Linked DNA regions of Mus musculus: region 2 is linked to region 1. A link is a contact called in public Micro-C data. All regions are on one chromosome and are shown on one strand. The core of a region is the stretch at or near the end of the contact, and the rest is flanking DNA. Distances in the headings are between cores, read along the strand shown.

Region 1 (5,042 bases), core at 1,153-3,652:
GCTGCTTGCCTTGTCGGAAAGAAAGAATCTTGGGAACTCTCTGTCCTGCTGGAGTCTATGGCAGCAAACCGATTTTAACATCCCTTTTCACCAAATGAGATTTTTTTTTACTTTTTCAGATTCCTAAATCATGAGCCAAACTCGTATAAACCATTCAATATGTCATGGAAGACCTCCACTGTAAAATTACTATGTTGAATTTCCAACTTTTTTTGTGTGTGTGTGTGTGTGTGTTCAAAAAATTTAAAAACACAACAAAACAAAACATTTCTCCAACACCAGAAACATGATCAACTCCAAATCCAGAAAGATTTACAAATGCCAGAACATGGTTATCTCCCAGCAAACATACCATTTCTTTGTTTCATAGGACACTAAGGATGAATTATTCATGAGACCTGATTTCACATGCTTATTGTGTCTGGTGGCAAAGTCCCCGCCTGCTCAGCCTCGGGAAAGCTGGGGCCTCTCTGCTGCACAGGGCATGGTGCCATCCAGGGACCAGCCATGTGCTCACGAGTTACTGGAGCAGGGCAGGCAGCTCCAGTGGTCTCAGCTGTGCAGACAGCTGTTTGCCCACCGTCTGTGATGGCAGAAATGTGTGGTGGGTTTATCCTGAACAGCGTGCTCCCCCACCCCCTCAACCACACATGTGCTAGCAGGCTCTTACACACACACACACACACACACACACACACACACAATTCCATGCTGAGCATCCTAGTCTCCACCATCACCAGAGGAAAGAGAAGCCCCGAGATTTGGAACCCAGAATGAGCAGTTGACAGGAGTGGAGAACAACTCCTAATCTTACATGCAACACTGTTGGAGGAGTGTCTGTAGCCTCCTCCAGACCCAAGTTTCTCTTGTCAATTTGGTATCAAAAGGTTTGTGCATGCATGAAATTCAAAATGATTTATTGTTCATATACTGCTTTATTTAGTTGCTTAATAGGTTGATGGATGTGCAAAGGTCCTACATAAAGCAGAGGCCTCTTTTTTTTTTTTCCCAAAAGGAAAAAAAAAGTAAAGAAATAGATTGCCACCAGGAGTTTCATCCCATAGTAAAGACAGCCCTTCTAAGCTGGCTTGTGTTTGTAAAGAGTTCCCTTTGTCTCTTGCCTGCTACCTATCTCTGATATTTAGTAGTACACAATGCTACTACACCTTAGACACTACGGGAAGTGACAGGGATGAAGAGAACAAATATCCGGAGTACACCCTGGAGTTCTTTCTAAGCTCCATCCAATCTGTAGTAGGCAGTTCTTTCTTGGTGGAGCTTGGGGTAAAACAGACTTGCCCATCTCCAACAACAGAAGTCATTAGCATCCCATGGCCTCCCTTCTCTACGGAGAGAGATGCAGGGAGGGAAATCCTCTATGCTGGCTTCCTCCGTTGTGCCTCTTATCATTTGGTTCTTTTGCAGACACTGGACTACTTTCATTTTATAAGGACGCACTCCTCCCCAACTAGCATAGGTAATAAAATGAAATTCTCTAAAAACGTGGAAAAGATGGCTGTCAGAGAAGTTCCACCAACCTTTTACTAGCCTGTCTTGAATTTTATTTATTACTTCATTAGAGGTTCTAATATTTTGATTCAGTCTTGGTGAATAGGAGTCAAACTAGGGAGGGGCAAATTTGTTTATAGCAAGTGGCGGTTGAATTTGTGCAGAACTCTTACTCGATCAATGTTCCGTGCAAGCGACATTTGCACAGGCTCTCTGTAACCTCTTTTCCAAACAAACTCTAATTTGACATAATGCAGTGGAGAATGGCACCAGTCATCGGCTTTGCGTCAGAAACGCATTTTATTTGGATTCAATTCAGACTTAACGAACTGGTTCCCGTAAATGCAGCAGATGGGATTGAGGCAAATGGAACCCTGTGTGGGGCCTCACGCCCGGCAACCACGGCTGCTCCCCTGCATGCAAGCCTTCCCTGAGCTAGTTGGTTAGCTAGTTAGCTAATTGGTTAGGCTCATTCCAGCTGAAACTGGGTTTATAATTTTCAGAGTTCTCTTACCAGTCCACCAAACTGAGGCTTGAGAAGTGACAGTCCAGCAAAAGCCGCTAGATAACGTCCTTCTCTCTCTGCCCCACTGATTCGTGTGAAGAACGTTGCCAGAAGATGGCCCAACGGTTTATAAAGTTGGCAAAGCTATTGCCAGACCTTTTCTTCTAAAGGTCAATTAAAAATGCTAGCTGTACTGTAAACAGAATTCTTCATAGAAGAAGACCACACGGTACCCAGAGTGGTCTCTTAATACAAAATATCAATTCGATTTTCCTCAGGAGATTCACTCTCCTTTTGCAATGCAAATATTTTCAAGTGTACTAAACACGTTTTAGCACCTCAACATAGGCACTAAAACTATTTGCATGCAAAATTACCCAGAGTAGGCAGACAGGCACAAGCTTATGCTAGCACCATATGTGCTGAAGAATTCGAGCCAGAAAACAGCTAGTACTGGACGGTATTTACAATTTAAATTTAATTTTACATTATTATTCAAATGAGCATTTATATATAAGTCTCTATTAAAATTAATGCTTCACATGGAACAAAATTTTCACCTAAAATTATACTTGCAATAGTACTGGGCCTTTTTGCCCAGCTATCTAGATCATTTAAGAACCACAAAGCATTTCTATTTGTTTTTCGATTCTACCTGAACGACAGAGTCACGCTTTTCCTATGAGAATGAAAAGTAAAACTAATCTCGATTGGAAGGCCGGAAATCAACACAAGCACAGACCAACCCTGACACACTAAAGAGTGTAAACGATCGGAGAGAACCCGATGCTGCCTGATGATATCATAGTTCTTTTCTACCTTTCCACTAAAACGCCAACGATCTCTTTCCCTTTGCCTTCCAACAAGTTCCATGTGTTTTGTGAACAGTGACATGCCTTTGGCTTGATGTTTTGTTTGCAAAATGCAATGTGTTTTACTGTCCCCAGAAAGTAGCACTTCTTTGTATACTCAGAAACACGATCAACTGCATGCCCTGTTTTGTGCAACCCAGGGAAGGAGCCTTCCACCCTGGGCAACAGCGGTATGTGTGTGAGGGGTGCCTCAGAAGCCGTTGCTACAATACCACAAACAGAAGGCTGCCTCCTTCACTGTCCCCGAGAGTCATTTTCTATTTTAGGATTGGTAAAGTGGTAAGTCTTTAATGTCACTGATTTAAACGCTGCGCACTTTACGTTCATCTTCACTTTACAGAGAAAACTCTAGATGGATCAGAAGCCAGCATTCATTTTGCTCACCTGGGCTGCTTGGCTGTGTATTTATTCTTGGAGGCCCTTTGAAAATAAAGTCTCCATCCTCTCTTCATTGGTTCCCCACAGATCCACGGTTTCCTACTTACAGCTAGTGCACACACATCATAGAGGTATCAGCCAAATAAATACAAAACTTGAGTGGGGTTCTTAGAGATTGTTATTTTGTAGTCTATTTTAATGAAAGTCTATGAACCAAAAGTAGAAATATCCTTCAAATACTGGGACTGTGGTAATCTTTATAGCCTGTGGCCAAGGAACTCAAACTGGAATAGAAGGAATAGAATAACTTTTTAAAAATTAAGGATAAAAATAGTGTCAAATGTACCTAGAATCTTAACTGCAAAACATATTTACTCCTGGATTAACTATAATAAATTTTACCTTAAACCTAGCAAATAGAATGTTTCTTTTGAAAAACTTAAAAAGTAGGGCTCTAAGGCTAATGTCTCTTTTGCCTTCTTTTCTCCCCCTTTTTCTTGAAAACCACAGGAAGCTGCCTTCTTCCCCGACTTGCAATCAGTCTCCAAAATGTTGAATCATTGCCTGGATGCATGAACTCAACTGTGTGCAGCTTTAATGTATAGCAGCCAACATTTCTATACATAAGTACTCTCAAAGGGGCTCAGAGGAGAACTAGAGACCTTTGGTTCTGTGGGTTTAATGGGAATGGAAAATCTCCACGTTTACACATCTATTCTCACATATTAATATCATTACATTTAAACGGAGGTTTGATTTCAAACATTGAATTAATTAAGAAGGGAACATCTACGGTATTAGAAAGCCAAATCAAATGCCAACAGCGCCCTCTACTGACTTCTAAAAGAAAACTTTTTTTTTTTTTTTGTCTAGCAACAGAAAGAAAATTTCTGTTTATTTACTTAGCGAAGCACCCAGACACCAAATTAAATGTCTTAGAAAATACCAAATCCCTTGGTAAACCTGAAGGAAAAATGCGAAGAATTTTATAAATAGAAATCAGCAGTCATGTGGATGCTCCACTACCAATAAAAATTTCCTGTTCCACTAACAAATTGTGAACCATTTCCTAGCCTGGGAGCCTTTATTACAGTCAGGGCAAAAGCTAAAAAACAATTAGGGTTGGGTTAACATTCGCATTTACTACCACCAGGCACAAATATGAAACTTGGATTCCGAAAACTGAGAAGTCTTAATGGAAGTTTCAGATTCTTACATTATACTTCCATGCTTCTTGCTGTGTTAAAAAAAAAAAAAAAAATCCAAGCTCTTTCTTTATGGTTATTTCTTTTAGGAACCATAGATCATTTCTAATTCTCACACAACTTTGAGGCAAAGATACACTGGGTTCTTTTACTAAGTGCTAACATTTGCTGCAATGGGTATTTTAATTAAGGCAATCAAAGAACTGAAAAATAAAATAAAAAATATGTTCCTGCCAAAGCCCTTGCTCCAGACTTCGTGGAGACTGCCACGGTCTACACCTGCAATGAATCTCATTGGTCTCACTCCGTGAGTGCTGCCGCTGCCTTAAATCCCCCCACGCACTGCAGCGTTGGCCACATTTTTATGCAGCCTGGCTCCCTGCTCTGAAGCAGAACTCCTGAACAGCACATTCTGATGTTCTCCAGTCTCACTCACTTCACCAAGTGAGACCTGACAAGCTTTACACGAGAGGCGGGTGTGAGAGAGTCAGGAATGTTGGTGTGAAGGCACCAGAAGGCAAAGCAAGCGTTTCCTACTGACAGAGGAAGGAGCAGAGTGGCCTGAGCTTGCTG
Region 2 (5,042 bases), core at 789-3,288, 720 kb before region 1:
CGGAATGTTAGTGAAGGTTTTATTGTGCCCGGTTGGAGGATAATGTTCTTTGTGTACTTTTTGTGGGTCGCAAATGAACTCGATTGCCACAAGTTTTAAACTGGTGTAAATCAAGCTTGACTTAATGTGATTGTTACTGTTATATCCAGCCTATACTGCTAGCAGCTGCTCATACTGCAGTCAATTACTGGAAGCGGATATATTTCCTATGCAAAAACTGTTTAAAACAATAAAATGAGCTATGCTACAGACTCTGGCCTCGTGTTTTATTTTTCTCAATGTCTTGATGCTCTTTCAGCATGAATGCTGGGTCAGTAGGATTTTGAAAGTTGATCCTGGCCCTTACATTTGGACGTTGGGTGACACCAGCTTACTTTCCAGCAGCTGGGAGGGTTAATATTTCAGTTCAGTGCTGAACTGCTTATCTGTGTAGTTCCTCCTCCCACGATTTTTTCAGCAGTGATAATGAAAATACAAGTGCAGGTACAGAATTTCAGACCCAGAACACCCTTTGAGCTGCGACTTGAAGACAGCGTGTGCCACAGAGACCAGACTGTGGTCTGTTGGACAGAAAGCCACAAGGACCCACACACACACACACTGTAAAGGGAAGGGAAACCCTTGCCCCTCCCTGTGACTGTGGGTTTAGTGGTTATATGAACACTGTAGAATTTTGTTCTGCAAATATCTGCGAAAGGGTATCGTCTTAGGTTTCAAAGAGAGCGCAGAACTTTAGGGCAAGCAGAGCTGATATTCTCTTTCTGAGCCAAGGGCCAGGTTAGAATCCACTCTCACTGAATGCATCGTCCAAGAATGGAGTCAGCTGGAGTTCAATAATAGCTTATTGAAAAGGAATGAGTTTAAATGGTTCCCCGATCTGTTTGAGTGATGTGCATAAATAAAATTAAAAGGTAATGCGAGCTTCTTTGAAAAGAGAGAGAGAAAATGCCTGGAATTTCACCATCGTAACAAAAACTTGCTGAGGCACATCTGAGATCCTTGATGGCTTCCTTTTGCAACCCCAGACCAGTTTTGTATGGTGTGTTCACCCTGTTATGTCTAGGGTTCTGTGGACATTATTTGGCTATGCTAACAGGAAATGTAACATCTTTGATGGACTTTGATGAGAGACTAACTGGATTTCTTAGAAGAATAAGAACTTTTCAAATGTGAAAATATCACTGAAATTGAAAGAAATTACCTATAAAGAAATGTTTTGCCTCTATAAAACTTTGGTTTCTCTTGGCACCAATTAAGATTTAGAGGTAGATAAAGATAGTGGTTCCAGAGGAGGTGGCAGAAACAGCCAAGTCTCGTTTTAAATCCTAAAGCCAGTCATCAGCTGTACAGTGGCTTATAACCTTTCTTTTCTTCGGTTCCCTTATTCATAAAGGTAGTTATCGATGAGAATGCCTGTGTGCTTCTGAGGCTGAAAGAAGAAATAATTTTTTGCAGGTACAGCTCTCTGCAAAATACCTTGTAGGTATTGTAATACAATATGATTTACACATCAGTCAAGGATGTACAGGTCACTTTTTTTCTCAGTGAAGACAATTATTTTTATCAGTCAGTTTTTGTCATTGGGATAGAAGAAATAATAGAATTTCTTATAGCTTGGAGTCATTACTTTCTTGTATCACTGTTAGCTTTAATTATATGGCAGCCAGCAAATCTCTCCTGGCAGACATGCCCACAGACTCCTTCCAGACCATGTCTTAAGTAGAAACCATGCCTGTAGATGATCTTATCATACTTTCTATAAGTTCTCTTCAGGTGATGTCAATATTTTCCTTTCTCTGGGATGAGAGAAAAGCATGGATTTCATAAGTGTGTTAATTCCCTAAGTGGTGTTCATTAAAGGAGACAGAACTCAAAAGGGATAAAATGTATGTAAGAAAAGTCCCAAGTCATGAACAGATGTAGTTGAGGGAAAAAGCATAAGGCAAAGATGCAGTGACTCACCTCCTCCCTCCAGCAAGCTGGTGGGTGCCATTTGTGTTTCTTCCATGGGACTTGCCACTCTTTCCTCCTAAAAGGGAAGGGGGAGGGGAGGGCTAGACCCAGATAGGACATCTGGCAACACTGGGAAAGACTGGTGGAGACTGGGAGCTCCAGGATTGCCAGTTTTATCTGGGGGAACTCCCACAGATTCCTTACACGATGCAACAACTACAGGAAGTTGGGCCATCTCCGTTGATGGAATGAATCCCCTTTCCTGTGTTGTCCCTTCTCTCCCAGCTCACTAGGCTCTACATGCCCCAGTGTTCTCCCTAGATTGGGCAGATTAACCATTCCACTCAGGGTTGGCACATCTCAGGCTTATTGTCTCTTGTTCAGAGTGGCCCATCCCTCCACGTCTACAGTATACTCTTAAACAGCCCAGTCTGCTGGATTCTGATACAATCCAAGTAACTCACGTGAAGGCCTGAATAGTAGTCTTAAAAGCAGAGTGGAGGCTGGACAGTTACTTTTGCCAAGAGACAATTACTTGCTATCTTTGATACAGATGGTGTGACTGTGGGTCAATTTGGGTCTACAGTCTCTGACACCTCTTTACCCCCATAGTAAAGGTTAGGAATGCAAATGGATACAGGCAGAGAGCACAATCGGGTAAGCAGGCAGAATTCACGGATGGGAAGCATGGACTTCCAATGTCCTGGGAAGGGACAGTCATGTCAACAGTAGCAGCTGAAAGCTATATACAGTTCATGAGTACAGCTTTTATGAGGCTCAATGCTTCCTGGAAACATCCACCACAATAGTGTGGCCTTTGAGGAAAATGTGTAGAGCATGTATCATTTATAGCTCAGGGTACCATTGGGCCCCAGCACCTGTGCCAGCAGTCCTTTGCTCCACAGGTGCAGAAGACAAGAGAATCTCAGAAAGAGACCAGAATCCTCTGTCAACCCTACCTTGGACTTTACCATGCTTATTTCTCACAATTATTCTTCCTCACATTGCCAAATTCTCTGTTTATATAAAACTAATGTGCTTTTTAAATATTACTTGCTCAGAGAAGGAAATAAGAGAAATTACAATAATGGAATCATAGCATTGTAAGAACCCAGGTAAAACTTTTAAAAATATTCACTTAAGCTATTCCCTGCTCTGTTTTATAATAATAACAAAAATTAAGATTTAAGTTAATCAGCATTTTCAAATATCCCTATTACCGAGACTTATCAAGTAGAGGCCAGTGCTGGAGTCGAGAGGACACACTGGGGCTGGAGAGATGGCTCAGCAGTTAAGAGCATGTGGTGCACATGCAGAGCATTTGTGTTGCATTCCTAACACCCACAAGGTGGCTGGCTACTTTATCTCCATTTCCAAAGGATCCAACACCCTCTTCTGGCCCAGTAGCCACACATGTGGTACACAGACAAAATACAGGCAAAACACCCCATGCACATTGTATATGTAAATATAGAAGTACATTTTAAATTAGAATTAATTATTTCTATGCCAGAAGCTGTTGGTTCCTGTTTTATGAAGTATTTCATGTAAACTGGAATGTTAAGAATGGGCAAAAATGAGGCTACCATATGGGCATATGCTCAGCCATGCCATTAGCTGTGAACTTTTGTGAAACCACGATGACACCATTTTATTGCTTACCAGCTACTTGGTCAGATTATAGATGGAAGACACAGATAAGGACATTCTGTCTTATTTGTAAACAAAGATTTTTCTGCAGACTTGTTAGGGAGGCAAGTTTTAAAAGAGAAATAATAAGCTCCTTACCTGTCTTTATTTGGGGAGAACCACAGAAGCAAACTAGAAAGGGATCAGTGACCTTTCATGAATTCAAAGACTGGGCGTTACATGACCTGGAAAAAGCAAGAATCATATTAACTAAGAAAAAAATATAAAAAAACAAAACATTGTAAATGTTCCAAAATAAACAAAAATAGGGAAGAAATAAAATAAAATTATAATATTTTATTATAAACCTCTTAATCTTATTTTTTAGCTGTTGTGTCACTGGCATCAAAGGAAACAGTTAAAGAACTCAGCAGAAAGAACTACATAAGACTTACCAAAGGAGTAAAGGTGTTGGGCAATAAAAGTCATTGATTTATTTTGAAGCTTGGCATAAAACTTGTCCTAGTACCAGAACGTAGAGGAATGATCTTTCCTGTGAGAACAGAAGCCTACCGTGTATAGTAGGGTCCTACTCAAGTTCCCGAAAGTTGTCTTAAGTAGACTGTGTTCTGCCTTAGCTTGTGTCCTAGCTGAGAGCAGGGTACCTGGTGGTGCCGAAGTCCACATGAGTCTGTGGCTTTTTCTCTACAACTTCTGGAACATCATTACTTCAGGAAGTCCCTCAGGTGAGAAGTTTCCAGGCATGTTCCCCATCTAGCTTAAAAGAAGTTGGTGAGAAGAAGTTAGTCAAATTCATGTTAGACATCACCACCAAGCTACCAACCTCATGACCACCCCGTTAAGAGGAATGAAGTTGGATTTGAAGAGATATCTTGGTAGTTAGGGGCACTTGCTACTCTCACAGAGGACCCAGGTTTGGTTCTCAGCACCCACATGTGTGGTGTCTTACAACCATCTCTAACTTCACTGTCAGGAGATATAGAACCCTCTCCTGGCCTCCTCCATCAACAGGCATATTGCATACATGCGAGCACTCACATACACATTTTTTAAAAGGGTAATGAGGTTACCAAAATGAAGATGGCACTGCCAAAAATGATGGTGGTGGTAGGAACTGTTTTAAATACCAGTGAGAGATGGTCTTGCTGGCAGCTAGATACTTACTCTTAAAAGGAGGGCAGGAGTTAAAGTCTGGCACACACAGCATCTTATGCAGGACCTGCAAGTCTCATGAAAGGTAAGTACTGAAAATTATAGGAAGCCCTGGACTTCAGTAATGAACAGTAGGAAATAGGTTAGGGAATAGAAGAAAGGGGAGGGGGCTTTAACTAGGGACACAGAGAGAAATAACTACAAAGGAAGGCGAGAAGAAGGTAAAATAAGAGGATGCCTGAAAACGTCATACAGAATTGTATTATTAACTACATAAGAAACCCTAT

What was found. Hi-C and Micro-C count contacts between places; a contact is called where the count stands out from the background.
Region 2: a contact with region 1 is called in a Micro-C map of the AtT-20 cell line, with 5 times the contacts expected there. The contact joins two enhancer-like sites. A contact is called at or near these places in 13 of 484 Hi-C or Micro-C datasets (the AML12 cell line, the AtT-20 cell line, the N1E-115 cell line and 9 more) and 3 of 115 datasets of contacts at active chromatin or transcription factors (embryonic forebrain, embryonic stem cells and neural progenitor cells).

What each region holds. Positions count from the first base shown.
Region 1 is chr4:81,563,586-81,568,627 of GRCm38.p6, reverse strand. No RefSeq gene overlaps it. Among named protein-coding and RNA genes, the nearest start is that of Mpdz, 120 kb to the right of the region's middle. Within about 2 kb of position 2,402, at least 32 of the 459 cell types and tissues checked have an H3K27ac peak or open chromatin away from gene starts, as enhancers often do. A contact at or near this core is called in the AtT-20 cell line, where this site is marked.
Region 2 is chr4:82,285,382-82,290,423 of GRCm38.p6, reverse strand. It overlaps Nfib (nuclear factor I/B), which reads left to right. Exons shown (of 12, transcript NM_001113209.2): 12 at 1-251. Among named protein-coding and RNA genes, the nearest start is that of Nfib, 220 kb to the left of the region's middle. Within about 2 kb of position 2,038, at least 21 of the 459 cell types and tissues checked have an H3K27ac peak or open chromatin away from gene starts, as enhancers often do. A contact at or near this core is called in the AtT-20 cell line, where this site is marked.